Linked DNA regions of Sus scrofa: region 2 is linked to region 1. The links are chromatin contacts, called in public HiChIP or PLAC-seq maps. All regions are on one chromosome and are shown on one strand. Each heading gives the region's core, a stretch centred on a gene start, on an enhancer-like site or on the middle of the called end of the contact. The rest is flanking DNA. Distances are from core to core; before and after follow the strand shown. Region 1 holds the start of PPIH (peptidyl-prolyl cis-trans isomerase H). Region 2 holds the start of FOXJ3 (forkhead box protein J3).

Region 1 (5,061 bases), core at 1,357-3,856:
GCAAATAATGACACACCTTGTCTAAAGTGAGCAGTTACTTGACTCTAACCAACTACTGCTGCATGAGAAACACAGACCTAGTGCACTCCTACCTTGCCTGGACAGGAAAAAGAGAGATCTTAAAAAACTCTGAGTCAAACTAAATACACACACAAAGGAGAAAGGATGTCTCCCAGATCCAAGAAAAGAGCAACACGACCAACCAAATGCTGCTAAAAAGAAAGGCCATGCACGCAGGTGGGTGGGGTAAGGACAGAAGGAGGTTTAGTAAAGAAGAAAGGGCATTTATGCGCGAAGCAGACCCAGTCTAGTCGCAAGTCCTTAGCAGAGAAGGACTACTTCATTGTCTCTCCCAGGGAAGAGAGAAAACATCCTTCCGGAACTCTCTTCTTCTGATTCTTTGCCCACTAATGAACTTCTGATTTAAAAAACTCTCAGCTTGCTAGGCACCAGGATACCAGAAATGGATGGGAGAGCGGGGGCATAAGCATTTAGCTCACTGGAAAGAGACTTACTGCCATTTAGAAAAAACAAATGGCATCGGGTTTCTAGCCAAACTCCATGTGACCAGTTGACCTGGGTCTGTCATGGATCATCTATAGGTATGCTGAGAAAGTTCGTTTCCAGCCCTAAAAGGCTGAGATTTGGAAGTCAGTGACTCAGTCAAGGTGCTGATATACTAGCTATCATCTAGTGGTGCAGTGACCGGTAACCATCGTCAACTCTAAAGGACACTCCCATCCCCACCGCCTCCCCCATTAAACTTGGCAACGGCCCTCAAGCGGCGAGACTGGGTCCCTGTCTTAAAGCAGGTGCGATAACAACAAAGCAACACACCCGGCAGGACTCAAGAGGAAAGAACAGTACTTACATTAACAAAATCTCCACCCTGAATCATGAAATCCTTTATGACCCTGAAACAGAACGAAAGATCCAGAGAGAAGATTCGGATACTTCCAATAATGATTTCAAAATACAGTGTTTATCACTTTTTAAAGGAAGTCTTCAACTCACCTGTTGAGTTCATAAAAACATCCCTTTTCAAGATCTAAGAATTACCCCATGGTTTTGTTTTCCTCTAAAGAGACCAATCGCCCAAGGAAGTAATTCTAAAAGCCCCCCAGGATGTCTTGCCAAAGCCCTTACCTGTGGAAGGTACTCCCCTTGTATCCTATTGGAACCCCATCTTTTCTACAAACAAAATACAGAGACTTGGAATGATGACAGGTACACCATAAACCTTACAAGTTTATCACATACTCGAGCCAAAGACTCTCCTAAAGATGGTGAGAAGAGAGATAAAGAGGGCAAATGAACTGAGAAGAGACCCATGGGGGATTATCTGCTATTACTGTTACCAGCAATCATGCAAGGCCTGCTGGTTGTTCACAAATACCCTCGCTGCAGCCCCAGGATACCTCTCAGGAGCGAGCAAAGAAGTCAACCACGTCTGAGACTAACCTGAATTCTCCAGTGCAGAACTGCCTGTAAGGGAAAAGAGTGGACGAGGTCACCGTGGCATCACAGACGTGAGCGCCCCTAATCTAGGGAGGGGCGGCTCAGACAGTGGCGCCAGCAAACCCACCCACCGATTAGTCAGAAGTCCAGACACACAGATTAACAACATAAATGGGAGTTCCCGTCATGGCACAGTGGTTAACGAATCCGACTAGGAACCATGAGGTTGCGGGTTCGATCCCTGCCCTTGCTCAGTGGGTTAAGGATCCGGCGTTGCCGTGAGCTGTGGTGTAGGTTGCAGACGCGGCTCGGATCCCGCGTTGCTGTGGCTCTGGCGTAGGCTGGTGGCTGCAGCTCCGATTGGACCCCTAGCCTGGGAACCTCCATATGCTGCAGAAGCGGCCCAAGAAATAGCAAAAAGACAAAAACAAACAAACAAACAAACCCAACATAAATGGACATGGGAACAGTCCAGACTACTCAGAGCGATGCCCAGAGGAATCACATCTCAAGAACAGCGAGTGGACGGACAGAGGCAGACAGACGATGCCGCAGACTGGGGCTCAGCTTCTGGTTTAATTAACCCGGCAAAGCTGGAACATCTCTTTACCTAAAATTCTCGGCTGTTTTAGGCACCACGTCTGCAAAGAGCTCGATCTTCATGCGGCCAACTTCCTGCAACCGGCGGGAGACGGTCAGAAAGCCCAGTCCAAGCCCGTGGAACCCTCCCTCCCCAAGGCCGCTGGGTCTCGTCCACCTCCGCCTCCGCGGGCCACCCCTCCGTTCCGCTCAGTCCCTCCGCAAGCCGGGCGCTCGGAGGGTAAGACGCCTCCTCCTCCTCCCTTCTCCCCCCACCCCCGCCCCACTGGCCGGCAGGTTCTGGTCCGATTTAACTTTCCGGCTTCCTGGGCCCACTGGCCCGAGGGCGTGAGAGCTGACGGCCAGACGCAGGGCACCTTCCCTTCGGCGCTGGCCTGGGTGGCTGCCGGGACCTCACCTGGCCGCCGATGCTGACATCGAAGAACACCACGGGGTTGACAGGGCTTGAATTTGCCACCGCCATGGCGCCGACCCGGAAGCAGAAGTCGGGAACGCGAGGTTCCGGCGAAGCTGGCCCCTGGGGGGCGGGGTTCGTCTGCGGCGCAGGCGCGGGGAGAGCGGCCGAGGCCGGCCCGGCCCCGGAAGCCACGCCCCTCCCCGGAAGCCCCGCCTCCGGCGCCAACCCCCGCTCTGCGTCGGGGGCGCGGGCTGCCTGTGGTCGGCCCTCGCTGCGCCCGCTGGCTCCTAGCTCCTTGGCTTTGCTTGGATGCTGAGCCGCGAGGGGTACCGCGGCGTTTTTCGCTCAAGGTGAACGGGCCTCCCTTTCCCTTGGCTACACTAAGTGCAGTCTCGCGCAGGCCAGCGGGCTGGGGCTTGGCAGCCTCGAGGGTCCTTCTCAGCCTTCGCAGCCAAGAGCTCTCTGAACCCTGGTACGTGCGGTTTCTTACCCCTGCCCACGGGTCTGGAGCCCATGGAAGCAGAAGCTGCTCCTCCCCAGCACTTAGAGCAGCCTGGCCTGTCAGGCTCCTTCAGTCAGTACTGAGCACTTCCTTGAAGCGGGGACCCTGGAGTTTAAATTCCAGTTCTGCCACAAGCTTCTGCTTTGCTCACCTCCAAATCACTTACTGCAGAGCAGCTAGAGGTTTTAAAATACATCTGCTTGCAAATCACTCCTGGCTTCCCTGTATTTAGAATACAAGCCAATTCCTTAAGTACAGGACCTACGTTACTTTTTCTGGCTGTCGCCTCCCTGGAACCCTTGCCTTTCTGTTCCTGGAGGTGTCAGAGAGCTGCATTACCTTTAGGGTCTTGGTACGAGCTGTTTACTGTCTTTAATATTCTTCTTGGAGTTTGAATGTGGCTCGGTGGAAAGGAACCCCGCTAGTAACCATGAGGTTGCAGGTTCAGACAACCCTGTAGATCACAGACACAGCTCAGATCTGGCGTGGCTGTGGCTGTGGTGTAGGCCAGCAGCTGAAGCTCCAATTGGACTCCTGGCCTGGGAACTTCCATATGCCATAGTGTAGCCCCTAAAAGAAAAAAAATTCTCCATCCTGTTGGGGGTGGGGAGTGGCCGTGTAGATCGGGTCTCAGCTCAGCTATCACCCAGAAGGGAACATTGCACCCAATCCAGCGGAGCCCTCCGTCGCACTTTCAGATACATTACCTGGTTATTTCTTTATGCTGTTCATCATCCATTTCCCACCCCACCTGCTGCCTTCACACTTGTTTAACTCCGTGAAAATGAAACCAAATCCCCATCCAAAACTTTATTCCCTTTCTTGTCCACCCGTTTCCCTCAATATTGAGGAGCATAGGGAGTTCCCGTCATGGCTCAGCGGAAACGAATCTGACTAGCCATCCATGTGGACGCAGGTTCGATCCCTGGCCCTGCTCAGTGGGTTAAGGATCTGGCGTTGTCGTGGGCTGTGGTGTAGGCCAGCAGCGACAGCTCCTATTAGACGCCTAGCCTGGGAACCTCCATATGTCACAGATGTGGCCCTAAAAAGACTAAAAAAAAAAAAAGGCTGAAGAGTATAAAATGAAAGTGGGGGGAGGGGAGGGAGACTGAAAGTGAGCAGGACCTTCCAGGGTATAAGAGCCTTTCCGTGGGCCTCACTTCTTGTTTGCAGAAAAAGGCTTCGGCCTCCCAGGGGTTCCCTCAGTTCAGAAGAGCACATTCAGTTACTAACCGGGGAAGTGAGGGAATGCAGACACAAAAGCACTGAAAACACGTCATTCAGGGAGAAGCGGAGTTCCTCCTCGAGGGATGTGCAGGGCAATCTGACACAGACCTTGGAGTTCGGTAGGACCCACGCCACCCATCCAGCTGGAGGAGCGTAACTACCTCTGAGACCCCAGACTGGCCAGAACTAGAAGGCTGATGAATGCGACTCCTGGACCGCCAACCCTGTTACCCACCAACAACCAATCAGAAGAAAGTCACACCCTGCAGCCATCACCCAAATGTTGCTTTGAAAAACTCTTCCCTGAAAGCCAGTGGGGAGTTCAGGTCTTTTGAGCACAAGTTCTCCATTCACCTGGCTTGGCCCAATAAGCCTTTCTCTGCTCCAAACTCAATGTTTTCGTTTGTTTGTCCTCACTGTGCTGTGGCACAGGGGCTTGGGCTGGACAACAAACACCGAGCCTCTCCATGTTTGTCTTCTCAGATGTAGCCAGGGTGTCCACTGTTGAACAGCAAACACATGGTAGGGATTCAATACATAGATTCAATAAATGGAGTGAATCGAGTAAGGCTTGAATTCAATATAACAGCTATTACTTCCTACATGTCTCTCTCTCTTTTTTTTTTTTTTTTTTTTTTTTTGGTCTTTTTGTCTTTCTAGGGTCGCTCCAGTGGCATATGGAGGTTCCCAGGCTAGGGGTCTAATTGGAGGAGCTGTACCTGCCTGCTACACCACAGCCACAGCAACGCCACATCCAAGCCACGTCTGTGACCTACAGCACAGCTCACAGCAAGGCCGGATCCTTAACCCACTGAGCAAGGCCAGGGATCGAACCTGCAACCTCATGGTTCCTAGTCGGATTCGTTAACCACTGCGC
Region 2 (5,061 bases), core at 927-3,426, 230 kb after region 1:
CTCGTTAAAGTCACCTTATGAATTGGGCTCTCCCTGCTGGCTCTATTTAAAATCCCATTCTGTAAAACTGGAATTGGAATAAGCTATTATGAATCTACCCTCCTTTCTCTTTCACTAAATCGCCTGTGCTACCCCTGTGACTTTGCTTTGCATGTCTACATATTTCTTTTATTAAGTCCTCCCTCTTTTCTTGTAAATGTCTTCCCTGCTTCCTCTTCTTTGCCCCCGTGCAGGCCTAAGGCCATTTGCCTAGATTCATGCATGAGTTTACTTGACAAAAGAGATGAGGTGTAACGAAACAGAAAAACAGGACATCTCAGCCGAGGTAGAGCTGGAAAGGGAGCTGGACTGGGAAAACACTGGGTTTGAGTCCTGGCTCAAGCTTTGACCTCTTCTCAACCTCAATTTCAGCAGCTATATAGATGAACACAGGCGAAGTTCCTGCCGTAGCACAGTGTGATCAAAGGCATCTCTGGAGCACCAGGACACAGGTCCGCGCCCCAGCCTGGTGCAGTGGGTTGGGGGATCTGGCATTGCTGCATCTTCAGCTCAGATCTGATCCCTGGCCTGGGAACTTCATGTGCCTAGGGACGGCCCCCCCAAAAAAAAAAATTCAAAAAAAATTTTTCAAAAAGGAACATAGGAGTCCTGTTTTAGGAACCTGACATGTGACAGCACCGGGCATGTGGTCTCCACTAGTTGGGGCATCCATCAGGTCAGAACCTTGGCTTATTCTCCACTGAAGCCCCAGCATTTAACATGTACTTCAAAGGAAGTAAACAAACATTTTATTGATAAAGAAATGGTTGATGTTAAAAAAAAAAAAAAGGTCCTGCCCCCTCTGCTCCCTCCTCCAGTTTTCCTCATACCTCTTACCTTGGTCTTTTTTTTCCCGGAAGGCACTAAACGCTTCCCATCATACCAGATTAGTTTCCTGTGACATTTATCATCTTTCTTTCCATACTTAGATGGCAGCTCCAATAAGAAGGATATTCCCTCCCACCAATGCCCCGCTTCTATTCACCGATCCAACCCAAACACTAAAATAGTGTCTGACAACCTCAGTAGTGATTGGCAAACCTTTGTTGGATGAATGAGTGAATGAATCTCTTAATTTCAGAGTCTTGCTGGAGTCCTACGTACCATGAGAACATAGGAGTGCTCTGAACCCCCGGTGCCTACAAATGCTTGGCAAATGGCAGGTGTTCAATGTTTGCTGAAGCAATTGGGTACTCGGCTCTTTCCCAGAGGTCTTTATCTGATCCCTATGGGACTACGTCAGAGGACCTTCCCGGAGTCAATTCAGTCGGGCCTCCCTTTTCCATCTCATTCAATCAACCTAGTATTCATCTAACAGATTATCTGAGTTTCCAAGTATTGAGCACCTACTGTGAGTTCAAAAGCATGCTTGGTGCTCTGAATGTAACTAAATGTGAAATTACAGGGCAGATTTGCAGTGCTGATACTTTAGAGAAAGAATTAGTAAAGATGGACGTAGAAATAAATTCCAAAGTTCACAAGCCGCCCAACTACCCTGCTAAAGACGCCACCTTTTGATAGCAAGGACCATAACCTGGGCAGCTGCCTGAGAATCAGAAAGGCCTTTGGAGTTCCAACTGCCTTGTTTTAAGGAGAAGGAAACCAAGCCTAGGCACGGGAGAGGCCTCGGCAGAGATGGGTCTAGAACCGGGACTTGGGACGTTCTAGAAGGAGAGGTGGCCTGAAGGTCTAAGATGCCTCTGTGGGGGCGCGCAGAGTCCGCTGGGCGCCGAGCTGGACTAGGGGGCCGGGCTCTCGGCGAGGCGAAGGGGCCTGTCGCTACGGCGCGGTAGAGGGGCTTTGCGGGGAGGTCAAGGCGCCGTCCTTCCGGGCCCGGGGCCCCAGGACTCCGTGGACAGGGTCCGAGGCGGAGGTCCCTGCCGTCCTCCACTTCGGAGCTGCCCCCGCCGCCCTCACTCCCGGGTCGCCACGCTGGGGCGCACAGCTCAAGCCACCCGGAGCTGCCGGCCGCCGGATGACACGGGCTGCGCGGAGGCGGGGCCCCAACCGCGCTGGGCACTACTTGTCCCAGCGGAGGGATCCCGCGCGCGCCGCCGTAGCCTTGACCGTGAAGGGCCGTGACGCCGTCGACGCCGCGCCGGTGGCGCAGCGACGTCGCGGGAGGCGGGGGCGGCGGCGGGGGCGGGAGGGGGAGCGGGTCGGGAAGTAGTTCCGGGTGCGCGGCCCCGGATGTTGGCTGCTCCCGCTGCCGCCGCCGCCGCTCTCGGCGCTGCTCCGGGCCTCGGCCGCTCGCTCCAGGGGCCGCTGGGACCTTCCCCGGGCGTGGGAGACGCACGCAGCGGCCGGGGGCTCGGCCGGGCCGTCCCGGCCTGCGCAGCCTGAGGTGAGCGCCGGTCGTCGGGGCGGCCGGGCCGGGGCGGCGGGTGAGGAGGCGGGGCCGGGGCATCTCCCGGGACGGAGGCAGGGGCTGCCCTCCGCGGGACGCCCTCCGGCTTCTCCGAGCAGCGGCCGCGCCGCGGGGCGGGCGGCGGGCGGGGCGGGGGGCCCGGGCCCGGGCCGAGGCCTGGCGGGCGGCGAGGGCTGGGTGCCTCCCTCCCCCGCGGCGCTTCTCAGCTGCTGCTGCCCCTCAGCCGAGCGGCGGCCGCGCCGCGCCTCCCGCCCCTCCCCCAGGCGGGGCCCGGGGGCGCCAGACGGGGCTCCCGGGGCGTCGCGCCCGCGGGCAGTGGCCGGCTTCTCTCCGTGACCTGCCCGTGGCCTGAGCTGGTCGCTGCCCCCGGCGCGATGCAGCTTCTTTCCTTCAGGCTTCGGGGTGGCTCTCGGGCGGCGAGGCGGCCAGCACCTTGCGTGTCTGGGGTGCCCTTCGGGGTGAGGAGGCCCGTGCGGGGGGCCTGCGTTCCCACCCATCCTGTCGCCGTGTCCTTTGCCGGCACTGGGGCAGAGGCAGCCGTTCCGTGCGGACGTGTTGCTGTCCTGTGTGTGTTGCATCCTGCCCACGTGGTAGGGTGTCTCCCCCTCCCCCCTCCATTTTTGCAGCTGGCGAGGAGGGAGGTGAAAGTGGGGTGGTTTTTCCTCTGCGAGTTCCTTGGCGCGGCGTGGAAGGTGCTAGGGTCAGGGTGCTTTGCTGCGGCGGACTCTTGGTCGGCTGGAACCAGCAAGACTTGTCCTCTGAAACGGGGGCTGGTAGGGTCTTGGTTTCATGGACGTCTTTTCTCCTCTCGCTGCTCCTGGTCTTTTTCCTGCAGACCGAATAGCAAGCTCTAGCTGCTGATGCACTGAGGTGTATAGTTTTCACTTCTCTATTCTACTGTGTGTGTGAGGTTGGCGAAGGTTTTTCTTTTCTGTGTGGCGCAGTCCACGTCTCTGTTGTTCCTAGTTGGATTCCTCTGTGCGCTGAGTTGGGCTGGCTGGGGGGCGGGGGTAGAGGTTGGTGGGCATCTTTAGTGTCTTCTCTTGACATTTACTTTATTTTCTCCTGTTGAGTTTGCCGGCGAAACAAACTGCGTGTCATAGATGTGTTACATGCATAGCGTTTTACTTGCACGGCAGCGCTAAATAGTTTCCCAGAGTCACTTATTTCGTGGGAGCTCGTTTATTGCACGTTCTCACTCTTTCTGTTGAGTAGGATCGCACTTTTTGGTCTTTGGAACGTGCTTTGAGTAGTTTACTTCCTAAATGTCTTTTCCAGGTGAGGGTGTCCATCTTCCTGTGTTTTGCTCTTTGGTGACCATAGATTGCTCCCTTCACAGGGAACCGGCCACAGGAGCAGTGAGAGAAGCCTGTTATTCTTCCTAGACCTTAGCAAATATTTATAGAAAAGCAGTAACTCCTCCCCGTTTTTCTGTCTGGGTGGCAGCTGGAGATGATTGAGGTTTTTTGTCTTTTAGATTTCTGTTTTCTTTTTGTTTTCTTGGAGTTAAGGTGAATCTCGGTCTTGGTTTGGTGCTGCTGAAGATACTGGGGATGTTCTCATGCTTTTATTAGGTATTTTTTGGGTGGGGTTGGGATGTATTTATTTTGGCTCTTTTTGGTTTGTTCGTTTGGGTGAAATGAAAATCTTAATATTTTGAAGTTTAGATTTCAAAGTGGCCAGCATTTCACTTTTTCTTTGTTTTTCATATGCGCATTCTCTTAGGGTATATTCATATATTTTTTCTTTTATCTGGTACAGTTGTTAGTATATTCTCCCTCAGTGTAAAATAGAAATATTTAAACACAGATTTTATCTGCCCTCACTATGCTAAGTATGGGTGGGGCAGTGGAAAGTGGAGAATGTTGTTCCCATACATCCTGAGACATATTTATTAAGTCAGTCTTCATTGTGCACTTCTGCAAAATACTGTGCTTTGTGTAAAGTAGTCTGCACGAAGAGACCCAAGGGATAAAACATGTGGTCTCTTCAAAAGTTTCAGCTTCTTTTGGGGAAACAACGCACAACGTGCATCATTCATAGTTCCAAGAAGCATCGAGCTCGGGGTTGGGATAACGGTGCAGCTAAAGCCTAAGGTATAAATAAGATTTGGAGAAATTGAACTTTTCAGAGGAGAAGGGATGTTTTCCAGGAGAGTGGGGGGGGGGGTACTTGCAAAGACATAGAGGTGGCCATGTACCGAAGACACCATGCGGCGTGACTGGCAGAGGGAAACGGTGTTAGTGAATAACAGTGTAAGTGCGTCTGGGCTTGGTGGGTGGGCCTTGCTGGAGAACCTTGTCAGGGAGACAGGGCTGGGGGACCAGGGTACTGCAGTGGGTTCTAAGGAGATGCGCATTGTTCCCTGAGGAAGGTTTTGTATCACTTGAGTGACTGGAAGCGGGGAGGCTGACTAGAAGGCTCTTGGGGGATGTTAGGAATGAGAAGATGATGGGATAAAATTATCGAAATAAAATAATAGCAGTTATAGCACTATATGCCAGGCATATTATTCTAACCTCTTTGCATGTATTTAACGCATGTATAAAAATCTTCATAGTGAGGTCTTATCATTCCCGTGAAGAAACTGAGTTACACAGAGGTTAAGTAACTTGCCTCAAATCCCTCAGAACCAGGATTTGAACCCAGGCAGT

The links. HiChIP or PLAC-seq counts read pairs in DNA pulled down with a chosen protein or histone mark.
Region 2: a contact with region 1 is called in an H3K27ac HiChIP or PLAC-seq map of alveolar macrophages. The contact joins the promoter of FOXJ3 here to the promoter of PPIH in region 1. A contact is called at or near these places in 1 of 47 Hi-C or Micro-C datasets (embryonic fibroblasts) and 2 of 2 datasets of contacts at active chromatin or transcription factors (alveolar macrophages and skeletal muscle).

The regions. Positions count from the first base shown.
Region 1 is chr6:168,757,744-168,762,804 of Sscrofa11.1, forward strand. It overlaps PPIH (peptidyl-prolyl cis-trans isomerase H), which reads right to left and starts at 2,607. Exons shown (of 10, transcript XM_003128098.4): 1 at 2,456-2,607; 2 at 2,069-2,133; 3 at 1,462-1,485; 4 at 1,147-1,191; 5 at 872-914. The coding sequence starts at 2,521.
Region 2 is chr6:168,992,256-168,997,316 of Sscrofa11.1, forward strand. FOXJ3 (forkhead box protein J3) reads left to right here and starts at 2,177. Exons shown (of 13, transcript XM_021096929.1): 1 at 2,177-2,383.